Linked DNA regions of Mus musculus: region 1 is linked to region 2. The links are chromatin contacts, called in public HiChIP or PLAC-seq maps. All regions are on one chromosome and are shown on one strand. Each heading gives the region's core, a stretch centred on a gene start, on an enhancer-like site or on the middle of the called end of the contact. The rest is flanking DNA. Distances are from core to core; before and after follow the strand shown. Region 1 has its middle 64 kb from the start of Cd28. Region 2 overlaps Raph1 (Ras association (RalGDS/AF-6) and pleckstrin homology domains 1).

Region 1 (5,682 bases), core at 507-3,006, 140 kb after region 2:
GTACTTGGACTCTAATGCAGAAGACAAGATGGGAGGAGAATGTGTAGGAAGCTATTCTCATAGTCCAAGTGCAAAAGAGTGGTGGTCTGGACCAGGATAGTAAAATGGGAATGAAGAGAAGTGGTCAAAGAATTGACATGGATTGATGCTGGACCAAATGTGGAGTGTGAAAGAAAGAGCTGAAGGGGACTATTCTGGTGCTCCTAGATAGGCTGTCTCTTTGGGTGGGGTTTCTAGGTGAGATGCCCGGGTGGCATGGGAGCACAGGAAAAAAGGATACGCACAGAGCAGAGATGCAGAAGGCTTGGTTTTCAGTGTGTGGTGACAAGTTGTCTCAGTTCAACTTACTTAATGTCTGGGGCTATGATGACATTTAGGGAGCTTTAAACCAGACCATGGCATTTCCCCTGAGATCTGAAGGACAGTTCTGATGGCTGCTCCTTAAGTGAGGCATGCAGCCTGACTTTTGGCTACTTTATGGGTTTTTCTGACCAGCCTTCTCCACCCCAGTCCCTTCTAACCCCCAACGCTAGGTAGGAGAGAGAGAAGGCTAGAGGGGAAAGGGGGTTTCGGTCTTGTTAGACTACTTCCTGCTGATTAGGGGCATCGCGTTCCTTGGGGCAAATTTGATCTTCCTTGTCAGGAAATCTCCAACCAGCACCCAGCACCCAGCAACAGTAGGTGCAGGAGGAGCAGCAGTCACCACAGCCCCTCTCAGGGCTCCAGCATTTTTATATCCTCTCAGGAGTACCTAGAATTTCGAATGTTGTACACTTGCAGAAACCATCTGCAGCTAGCAAAATCACAGTCCTGCTAGAACATGAGGCAGTCATAGTCACCTGCTGAGGAAAATCTGAAGCAACCCCATATCCCACAACTGGGATTAAGGCAAAAACATATTCCCATAACATTTCTGTGTTTTTATAGATACCAAAATTCTCACTACAGAGGAGGATACAGAGGAGAGGACAGAGAAGAAAATCAGACAAAATTGAGATCCCCTTTCAGGAGGAACAAGGCCAGTTTGAAATGTGCAAAATTTAGTGGCAGGAAATTATTTTTACTATCCTTTTGAACATGAGAATTACTTGGCTTGGTTTTAAGAAAGGGTTGTTTAGGCAGTGAGTAAGAAATATTATTTTGCACAGCAGATACTAAGCATATATAGTGACATGCTTAGTATATAAGTATACTTGAAAAGAATTTAGAAAATGCAGAGCTGCAGCATATAATGAATTATTATATGTAATATACATAACACATAATAATAATTTATAAACATGGGATTTAGAGATATGCTATAAAATTTGTTGGTGTCTACTTTGTGTGTATTATTTGGCTAATGTCTGTAGGAGATATAGTAAGAATAAAATACAGTTCCTATACTCTAGAGTTTATAATCAGTATGATTGACAGCATATGGCCAGGCGTGATGGTTGGTGCATGCTTATAATTCCAGAACTTGGGAGTGGACACAAGAGGGTCAGGAATTCAAGGCCATTCTCAAGTGAATGGTAAGTTTGAGGACAGCCTGTGTTAAACCAGATCTGTCTTTTATCTTTAGCCTTTTAAAGCCAACAACAATACTTTTATTAGTGTAGAACGATGGTGTGTATAAGTACAGAATGCAAGCACCTTTAGGACATTATGCAGAATGACTCTATTAGTGACCTTTCTGTGTTCCTGCAGCCTCTGTGCTGGGCCTGCCTAGCGCCTTCCTGTTCTGACTCTGGGCTCACTTCTTTGCTTTGGCTCACAGAACCTTACCAAGTGTGATGCAGGCAGGAGCTCGAAAACCACATGAATTTCCTTAACCTACTGGCATGACTGAATCGTGTTCTCTTTTCATTTCTTTCTTGCTGTGGAACACATTTAGGCTAACTCTATGCAGATGCATGGCAGATGTGTGGAGAAGATCCAAGGCCATCCTAATCCCTGACAGCCAGCTGACCCCCAAACATGTGAGATGCACACACACAAACTCAAGATCAGCAGGAGTGACACCACAAGGACCAGTGTTTTCAAGGCTACTTTGGAAGCATTACACTTGGTTTTTTTGGAGGTCAGGAAGGGAAGAGACAATGTAGTACTGGGCTTGGAACAACGGTGATACCGAGAATGTATAAGAGCACTGTACACATTGCATGAGCTGGGAAAGGAGAGGTAGCTTCAGATGACCTCTAGATTCCCTCCTGAACCAGGAGAGAGGAACAGCTTGATACGAAGCTTGAGTTTGTGATGTATGTAGTTAGAGATCGGTAGCAGTCTCGACCCACAGCTAGCATGTTTAGGGACCTTTCGCTTCCAAAAGAACTTTTTTTTTTCCATTTTTTATTAGGTATTTAGCTCATTTACATTTCCAATGCTATACCAAAAGTCCCCCATACCCACCCACCCCCACTCCCCTACCCACCCACTCCCCCTTTTTGGCCCTGGCGTTCCCCTGTACTGGGGCATACAAAGTTTACGTGTCCAAAAGAACTTCTAAGGAACAAGACTCGGAATGAAAAGCCCACTGGTAGATCAAGGCACAGTGTCTTAGGTGCTAGGAAAGAGGAACCTTCAAGAGGGTCGGTGAGATAAGGGGACACCAGAATTAGATAGAAGGTGAGAAATCTTCTGAGGTGTGTCCAAACTCTAGAAACCTCACCCTGAGATTGGCGGCAGTAGAATAGCTCAGGAAGATCGTGAGAATATGATGAGGATCCTTTGAGATAGGAAGACAGGTTGATGGAATTGAGTAGTAGAAGAGCACTTCCGTAGTCTCACTTCCGAGTCTCGTCCCCGCTCCAGCACCTCCCCTCTCCTCCTCCCCCAGGTACCCAGTCCCATTGTGCACCAGGCTGGACTGGAGGGAGAGCTGCTTAGCTGGGCGGATGGTGAAAACGCAGGTAAAGAACCTGCAAAACTGCCAGCAGCTTCAGAGAACTGGTTTCATTTTTTGGGGAGAACAAAGGCTATTTAAACCTTTGAGGGGCGAGAGTAGGGGCTATTGGTGTGTGTTGTACATCACTGGCCAGGCTGCTGGGGATTCTTCATTTGTATGAAGAGGAATTCCAGGTGCTGCCGTACCTGACCTTATAAGGAGAAGGAAAGTTTAACCTGGCTTCAGGCAATGTGACCTCCTCTGGTGTGGCAAGGGTACCCCAGGACATGCAGGCCCATGGCAGGAAGCCATCCTACTTCTAATCTCAAAATGAGATTTTCTGGGTTTGGACATGCCTCAGGCCCTGTCTTGCTCCAGGCCTGCCCATCTGGTGGTTTGGCTCCCTGGCCCCAAAGAGAACATGGATCCGATGGCTAAGTAGTCTGTATACAGTTATAGAGTTTGAAGCCAAAGTTCAAGGGCTAAGTTGGGATTAATCAGGTAGAGGGAGTGGAGTAGATTCAAAGAGATTCTGAAGAAAAGAAAAGAAATGAATAACTGAAGGCTAAGAGAAAACATTTACATGACTTTGTATGTAGAGATAGATGGACAGGGGTGAGGATAGAATAAGAAATGCTTGCAGGAGAGGAGGGAGAACATGAATCATAGCGTGTAACGGTCTCCACTGTGCCCACAGGAACGATTCTATGTCGTTTGGGTTTTCTATGGGGACATGTGTCTCGGTGTGTATTTCTCAGGCTTTTCCTTGTTTTGTTTTCTTTTTCTGTTTTTTTTTTTGTTTATTTGTCTGTTTGCTAGAGAGAGAGAGAGAGAGAGAGAGAGAGAGGGAGAGAGAGAGAGAGAGAGAACACGGAGTTGGGTAAGTGGGGGAGGTGGTGGGAGGATCTGGGAAGAGATGAGGGGAAACTATAATTAGAATATATTGTATAAAAATCAATTTTATTTTTTTATAATTTATTTGTATTTTATGTGCAATGGCATTTTGCCCACCTGTAAGTCTATGCAAGGGTGTCAGAAGCCCTGGAACTAGAGTTACAAACAAGTGAGCAGCCATCTGGGTGTTGGGAATTGAACCCAGGTCCTTTGAAAGAGCAGCTAGTGCTCTTAACCGCTGAACCATCTGCCCAGTCCCTCCCCCTCCCCTGGCCTCTCCCAGTCAATTTTAAATAAAAATAAATAAAAAGTCTTAAGTAAAATTTATTTTCAATTGGTTTAATAAGGGATTTTAAATTTCTTTTGTTTTTGTTTTTTAAATTTAGGTTCCTAATTCCTCTATTGGTTTTAAGGTAGTTCCAACCCCCTAGAGTTTGCTTTTAAAAATGCTATACCAAAATATCTGAGCAATGTATCATTAATTTTTGTCTGGAGAAGCTAAATGTGTGGATGAAAAATCTAAGAACGAACAGGCTGTAACAAACATTCTTGAGTTGCTTTCATGTCCTCTTGGCAGGAAGAGTGGCCACCCCCAACCCTGCCCACTCCTGGCCTCTCTTCCCTCTGCCCTGGCATAGAAAGCCACTGTTTGAAAGGACAGGCTGAGGAATTGAAAGCTCCAAAGCAGAGCTGCTTTGATCTCTGACTGGTGATCTGGCCATTTGGGTCATGTTCTGTGAAGGGTCCTTAGTTCAAGATGGCATCCGGTCAGCGGGGCAGTCGGGGGTGGGAGGTGGGACCACTGTCTCTGTATTTCCATCCAAGGGGTGCAGGATGCATTCCACCAGAGGTTCTAGAACATCATACTAATAAAGAAACCTTCCAAGTCTGACCTGGGGTTCAGAATGAAGTCAGTTTTCTTTGGAACCGTTTGATGTTCTCAAAATACTTCAAGGAAAACAGCTTTAATATGGGAGCCCTGATGAGGGACGGCTTAAAAGGATTGGGGAGATAGCTGAGATGGTCCACTTGACAAGCGTGTTTGACAAGCAATCAGGAATACCTGCGTTTGATCCCAGAACTCAAATAAAAAAGAAAAAGCAAAATCTGAACGCTGTGTCTTGTAATCCCAGTGCAGAAGAGAGGAGACCAGTGGGTGGTTCCCTGGGGCTTGCTGGTCAGCTAGCCTATCCTACTTGGCAAGTTTCAGGCCAGTGAGAGAACCTGTTTCAAAAATAAAAAGGTGGATGGTGTTTGAGGAACAACACTGGACGATGTCCTCCGCTTGCGTTCTCATGCACGCGAACGTTATCCTTCACGCGCATTCTCATGCACGCGCACATTGTCCTTCACAGCGCACTCTCATGCACACAGGTGCACACAGCATACCCAGCAAGCGCGTAAAAGTTTTGTTTCTTGTTGATGAAGTATCTTCAGTACTTAAACAGACAATACAGGTAACTGTCTCTCTAAATACTGACACCTCTTTTATTTATTAAATTCTGGATTTTTTTTTTTTTTGAGAAGCAAAATATAGGCCATGGGAAAGAAAGGTGGAACAGGAACAAGGTTATGGAAACCATTGTGGGGAATTTATAACTTCATAAAAATTCCAAGGAAATCTCTTGCCCCCAGTAGTGTACACAGAGCTAAGAGGAGAAGAAAGCTACTTTGTGAGGCATTCTCAGTATTTAAGGAGGGGGTCACCTAGGTGTCAGAAAGACAATCCATGTCTCTGAGAGGATGCTCCCCCACACCCCACACTCTGCCAAACCTTCCCCCTCCCTGGGCCCTCAAGTCTCTCAAGGATTAGGCTCATCTTCTCCCACTGAAGCCAGACCAGACAATCCTCTGCTATACATGTGCCAGGGGCCTCAGACCAGCCTGTGTGTGCTGCCTGGTTGGTGGCTCAGGTTCTGGGA
Region 2 (6,344 bases), core at 2,138-4,637:
ATCGTGCCAGTCCCATTAAGGCGGCGGGGTGGGGGTGGGGGGGAATCCTAGTAATCTACCATTGTTATATGTTAGGCAGTAAATAATTATGCTCAATTATTAAGGGTCAGAAATGATAGTATATATGGTAAACTCAACTGTACACAATGTAACTATCCCTTAAGTATAGCTTAGTATGGAGCAATATTATGCTTGCTAAATTTTCTATGAAACTAATTATTCATGCCCATTTCCCCTATTCACCTTCTGCGTTTGGGAGTCTGATTTATTATTCAAGTTGTTCTTTGAGAGCAGAGGGAATTGTGGTTATCCAAAAGGGTGGACTTCTTAGGGATTAAGACTCTGGATAAGTATATTCTAGGCAGAACGCACTGTAAGGAAGTGAGGCGAGAGTGAGCAAGGTGAGGGAGAGGAGGGACGGATGAGAGGCAGGGAAAACCGACAAGAGAAGGCTGAGGCAAGCTCAACTCGGGTCTTACAGGCCCTGGGAAACAGATGCATGTCACTCCTCCTAACATGGGACAAAGGGGAAAGGTACATACTGGTTTTTATTCAGAGAACACAGTGACTGTATCAAGAAGGGAAAGACCACTGGAAAGGAATTCTAAATACTAGGTAGAGATAATTATATATAAGGAAATTGAAGACCTAGGAGGAAACACAATTTACACAAGTCATAGCTTATGAAGTCATGAGAAAAACTCATGATGCACGGTCATGGTGTCTTACTCATTAGTTTTTTGTCCCTTTAATTAAAAAAAATGCCTTTTTAAAAAAAATTATATATTCTATATTTAAAACCGCATTAAAAATCTCAGAAAGCTTTTGAGTTTTGGCTCAGAGGAGGCTGCAGTGACTTCTGTCAGTTCATATGGCACCAGCTTCTCAAGTTTGACCCTAGTACCTGAGGTACACAGGAGTTGAGGTCTGAGCCACACCTGCATTGGCCCCCAAGTTCAGTCTGATGGGTTTGTCTCCAGAAAAGTTGATGGTGACAATGTGGAGGCAACCAGTGATTAGAAAGATCTCAGGATAATAGTGAAACTGACCATTCAGAACTGACAGACGAAGCTGTAGCTCCTGCATGGATCATTAAAGCCCCCAAGGAGCCACAGACACAGAGGGAAGCAGAAAAACATTAACCACAGTGGAAGTATCACTCTTGATGAGACTGGCAGCACTGTCTGAAACCAGTCTTTATCTAGAAAACGTTCTGGAACTGTTAAGATCCTGCGCCCTGCACACACAATCAGTGAGCTGCCACCTTCATGACATCATAGATGGAAGCAGCAGTCATGCAGTGGAATCCTCACCTAGTCAAGATGCAACAATAGAAAAATATTTCAATAAAAACAGCTGGCCAAATAAAACAAACAACAAACAAGAAAACAAAAATCTGAACCTCAGAAAATAGTAGAGTAGGGTTACTCTTGGGTCTAATATGTTCAGTGTGCCAAAATCACATGAGAAGTTTCTACTTCCTTTAATATTTATGCTATATTTTCTATGTGCCAGACACTGGAGAAACAGATGGACACAATGAAGTTTAATCTCAAGTATATATACCTAGTAGGAGGACAAGAAACCAGCAAAGAAAAACACTGGTGAGTGCTATGTATAAGGCTACGTATGTTGAGTATAGTTTAACTCAGTTTGAGAAGGAAAAAGGAAAGGGATGATACTTCAGTGAGACAGGACAATGTACAAGGGAGAGATGGATACGAATGTTTTAGGCAGAGGAATCACTATGTGTAAGAGCATAAAGGTATCAGAAAGTAAGGATGCTGGGAATTCTAAGTGGCTTAGTGTTCTTGAGGTGAAGTATAAACTCATGGAAGAAGAGGAGGCTGGAGACAAGGGAACTGCAGAACTACATACCATTCGAAAGAGTTAGACCAGTGGTTCTCAACCTTCCTAATGCAGAGACCTTTAATACAGTTCCTCACATTGTGGTGACCCCCAACCACAGAATTATTTCTTTGCTACTTCATACCTTTAATTTTGCTACCATTCTGAATTAAAAAGTAAATATCTGATATGCAGCATATCTAATATGCAACCCAGACGGTGGTTAAGAACCATTGAGTTAGACATTTATCCTGTAAGACAATGTTCTAGCTGTGATATATATCAAAAGTACCTGGGGGTATATGTTGTTTATTTGTTTCAAGATTTGTTTTATTTTCATTTACATGTATATCTGTGTCTGCACAAGTTTATTCATATGTGAGGACTACTTGGAGGCTAAAAGAGGTAGTCAAATTTCCCTGGAGCTGAAGTTATGGATGGCTGTGAGCTGCTTGATGCGGATGCTAGGAACTGAACTCAGTTCCTCTGGAAGAGGATTAAGTGTTCATAACTATGAAACTGTTTCTCTAGCCACCTAAAAGTCAGTATATGTAAGCTCCTCAAAGCTTGAACCCCCTGCCAACCCCCACAACTACCACAGAAAACAAAACAAAGCAACGCCCCCTAAGATCAGGCCACAGTATCTCTCCAATCGGAGATCCCCTGGTAAGCTCTACCCTCAAGAAGCCCTATATAAAGCCTGCCTCCTGTTCAGTTCTCTGCTGCTTTTCACCTGGGCAGAGGCATCCATCTTCTTGTGTCTTTCCCAATAAATCTCTTGTGTGAGGTTTGTTGTGCAGTGTGACTTTGTGGTATTCCTTAGCTCCTGACTGCTAAGATAACTTTTCCCACAACACACTTACAGTATATAAATGACTTGTCTATGACCTACTAAAAACTAATGTCAAGGAGGTAAGAAATTTTAAAGTCCCTCCGGGTATTATATCCTCTAAAGTTTGACAATTAAAATATAAATGACTGTTGGCTTCAGATACTTTTAAGAAATCAAGTGATGCATTTTTATGTAGCTGTGATTAGGTTAAAGGCAGCACAAACTAGAATAATATTGTAGTATACTATAAAGAAATTAGGTATCATTGGGTTAAAAAAATAACATACCTAAGTATTTTCTTCTATTACAACGTAAATGTTTACTCCTTCAGACAATTTTTGTTCATTTTCAGTTATTTTCTATTAGCTTTCTTATTAAAAAGTGACTTGTTGAAATGAAACACCTCCTATACTGCTGTAATATAAGTAATTCTAAAGTAATTCTAAATAGAATGTGAAGACTTCCACATTCAAGGAGTGCCTCCAACTAAGCAAGATACAACTGTTACAAAGTAAAAAACGCATGCACATACACACCCATGCACAACCATGCCAGAGAGAGAGAGAGAGAGAGAGAGAGAGAGAGAGAGAGAGAGAGAGAGAGAGAATATTACATTTAGCAAAGCACAAAAAGATGAAAGGCCCCAAAATGAAGGAAATAGGAAACCACACAGTATAAAGTGGATGGAGAATGAGATGACAAGAGGCTGTTGACTCATAGAACAGGCTAGAGTCTGCTATGTTTATGTGGTTCCTCTCCTAAGCTACATTGTATTCTTTTAATACGGGACATTTAGTTTCGCTGTGATCTAAATCCTGAAACTTGTAAACTGCTTAAATGAAAAATGGGAATTTAATAGCCTTAGAAATATAAAGATTGTTTTAATTTTTTTCTTTCCTTAGATGTTTTCTTTTAAATGTTCTGGGCTAGAGATATATCTCAACGGTTAAAAGCACTTGTTGCTCTTGCAGAGTACCCAAGTTTAATTCTTAGCACCCATTTTGGAGACTGCAACTATCAATAATGCTCCAGTTCCAGGGGCTCCAACACCCTCTTGTGACCTCCAACAGACACCAAGTACAATCACAGTGCACAAACATATATAGAGGCAAAACACTAATACACATATTTAAAAGTAAATAATAAAAAATTTTGAAATTTATGTTCCACACATTCACTAAGTTTTGTGAGAGCAATTCTATGCATCTGTTCTTAGTTCTTATTACATTCTTACTTTACTATTTATTGTATGTAAGTGAATGTGCAATGGTGCATATGTGGAGGATAAGAGGACCATACTGATATAAACACTCTTTCTTATCACAGAATGCCAAGTAGTTAATATAGATGAAATGACAGGAAAAGAAATCATGATTTTCTAGTTATCATAAGCAAACACTGAGGGTTTTTTGTTTTGTTTTGTTTTTGTTGTTTATTTGAGACAGGGTTTCTCTGAGTAGGCGTGGCTGTCCTGGAATTTGCTCTGACCAGGCTATCCTCCAACTTGAGATTGGCCTGCCTCTGCCTCTCAAGCACTGCCATTAAAGGTGTGTGCCACCACCGCCCAGCAGCACTGAATTTTTAAAGAAATGAAAGTAACTTATTGTTTTAATCAAGGAAGGGAATCATCAACACACTAGAGCTAGAGAACGGAAATTTAATAAGACTACGTATTCTCAGAGTACTTCTCCACATGGGAAGACACTGCCTTAACCAAGTGATCACTGTATCACAATGTTGAGGCAAGCCAACATTACATGAGTCAGAAGTCACTATTCTATAGTATTCCTGTCAAAAAGTAGTCAAACCACTGAAACTTTTAAAAAACTAACTGGCGTATAACTTTCAAAATCATAAAGGCTGAGGAATTGTAAGAGGAACGAACACACAGCTAAATGTGATGTTGGATTTTAGGTAGGAACCTAGATCTACATAAAATAGACAAAGGTTAAATATAAAGGACAACATTAGGATGAGAGATAAAATTTACTATCTATTGTGAACAAAATCACAGTAATGAATCCATGTCATATTTTCTGATCTTGATTATAGGAGTGCTTAAACAAAGAACTAAAGAATCCTATCCTAAAGCGAATGGGAACTCATGAGGTCAGCAAGTCTCGGCACAGTAAAGAAAGAGACTGCCTACAAAACTGGGAGGAAATCTTTGCTAGTTATACAACTAACAGGATATCTAGAGTATACAGATAACTAAAGGAAGACAAAAACAAAAACTAAACATGAAATCAACGTATTTGACAATGGGCTAAATTAAATGAAAGGATAGTTCTCAAAAATGAAATAGAAATGGTCAAAAAAATGTATGAAAGAATGTTCATCTCAGATTAAGCAAATTAAACCAGTCTTTCAGAAAGACAAATATCATCTCACTAGCTATCAGAGAAATGTGAATTAAAACACTCAGATTCTATTTCACTCTAGTCAGAATGACAGCCATTAAGAAAACAAACAATAAACAGGTGGTGGGGACTAAGAGAACCCTTCAACAGTGTTGATAAGAACATCAACCACTTCAGCCACTAAGGAAATCACCAAGGAGTGTCTAAGACAACTAAAAATAGACCCAGCAGGTATTTACCCAAAGGATGTCAAATCAACATCATGTAGACATTTGCATGCCAATTGTTTATTGCAGCTCTATTTAGAATAGCTAAGTATGAAACCAACCAAGCTGCCTAAGAACAGAGGAACTGATAAAGAAAATGTGACATATAAACACAACCAAATTTCTTCATCTGTAAAGAACAATGAAGTTATGTGATTTGCATGAAAATGGATGTAACTGGAGATACTCAGACTAAGCAAATTAAGCCAGTCTTTCAGAAAGACAAATATCATTTGTTTTCTCATATGTGGTTCTGGATTTTAATTTACATTGAATATATAAAATCATTAAGTATATAAAACCACGGGAGCAGAAGCTTAACTGTTCAAGGGAATACAGAGATTAAAGGGGAAGGAAAAAGGTAAGAAAGCGAAGGAGAGGGAGGTCTCAGAGGCAATATACTCAATGTAGAATATACACTATACCACATATGTCCTTATATAAAATAGTGTAAGAAATATACAGGGAGAAAAATTTTAAAGATTTTTGTGTAAAGGAGCAAAATGTCTGCAAAGTTGTTTTCAGGAGACAGAAGGAGAAAAGTGTGTACGTGTGTACATGTAGTGAGTGGGAAGTGTGTGGGTGGAGATGGAAAAAGAGAAATGATAACCAGGCAAAATGTAACAACAGGTGGGTTTGAGTAAAGAAAGTATGGGAAATGTCTGCAATGTCAAAACTTTTCTATAAGTTTGAAATTATATTAGAATAATGAAAGGAAAAAAGACAAAAAAAATAGGGTCAAGAAGGAAGTTATAATTTAGTCAAGAAACAAAGTCAATATGTAGATTATTTAAAATCCAGAGTAATCTTAAAATGAAACATAGGCTACTAAACATATTTTACTAAACTAAACATACAACCTAGTCAAAGGATACTGAAAAATTATTGTATAATTCTTTAGCATGTGGTTTTAAAATTATATGTGCATATATATTACTCTTCCTAAACTATTTTCCTGCTTATTCAATTACCGTTTTAGACATAGTCTGATGATGATTAAAAATTAATTTTATCTAATGCAAAGAGAACAATAATTAC

The links. HiChIP or PLAC-seq counts read pairs in DNA pulled down with a chosen protein or histone mark.
Region 1: a contact with region 2 is called in a CTCF HiChIP or PLAC-seq map of CD8 T cells, with 5 read pairs. The contact joins two enhancer-like sites. A contact is called at or near these places in 1 of 15 datasets of contacts at CTCF or cohesin (CD8 T cells), 1 of 115 datasets of contacts at active chromatin or transcription factors (CD8 T cells) and 1 of 9 other capture datasets (liver).

The regions. Positions count from the first base shown.
Region 1 is chr1:60,679,610-60,685,291 of GRCm38.p6, forward strand. No RefSeq gene overlaps it. Among named protein-coding and RNA genes, the nearest start is that of Cd28, 64 kb to the right of the region's middle. Within about 2 kb of position 1,757, at least 6 of the 459 cell types and tissues checked have an H3K27ac peak or open chromatin away from gene starts, as enhancers often do. A contact at or near this core is called in CD8 T cells, where this site is marked.
Region 2 is chr1:60,536,119-60,542,462 of GRCm38.p6, forward strand. The region is part of intron 1 of Raph1 (Ras association (RalGDS/AF-6) and pleckstrin homology domains 1); the gene reads right to left. Among named protein-coding and RNA genes, the nearest start is that of Raph1, 27 kb to the right of the region's middle. Within about 2 kb of position 3,388, at least 24 of the 459 cell types and tissues checked have an H3K27ac peak or open chromatin away from gene starts, as enhancers often do. A contact at or near this core is called in CD8 T cells, where this site is marked.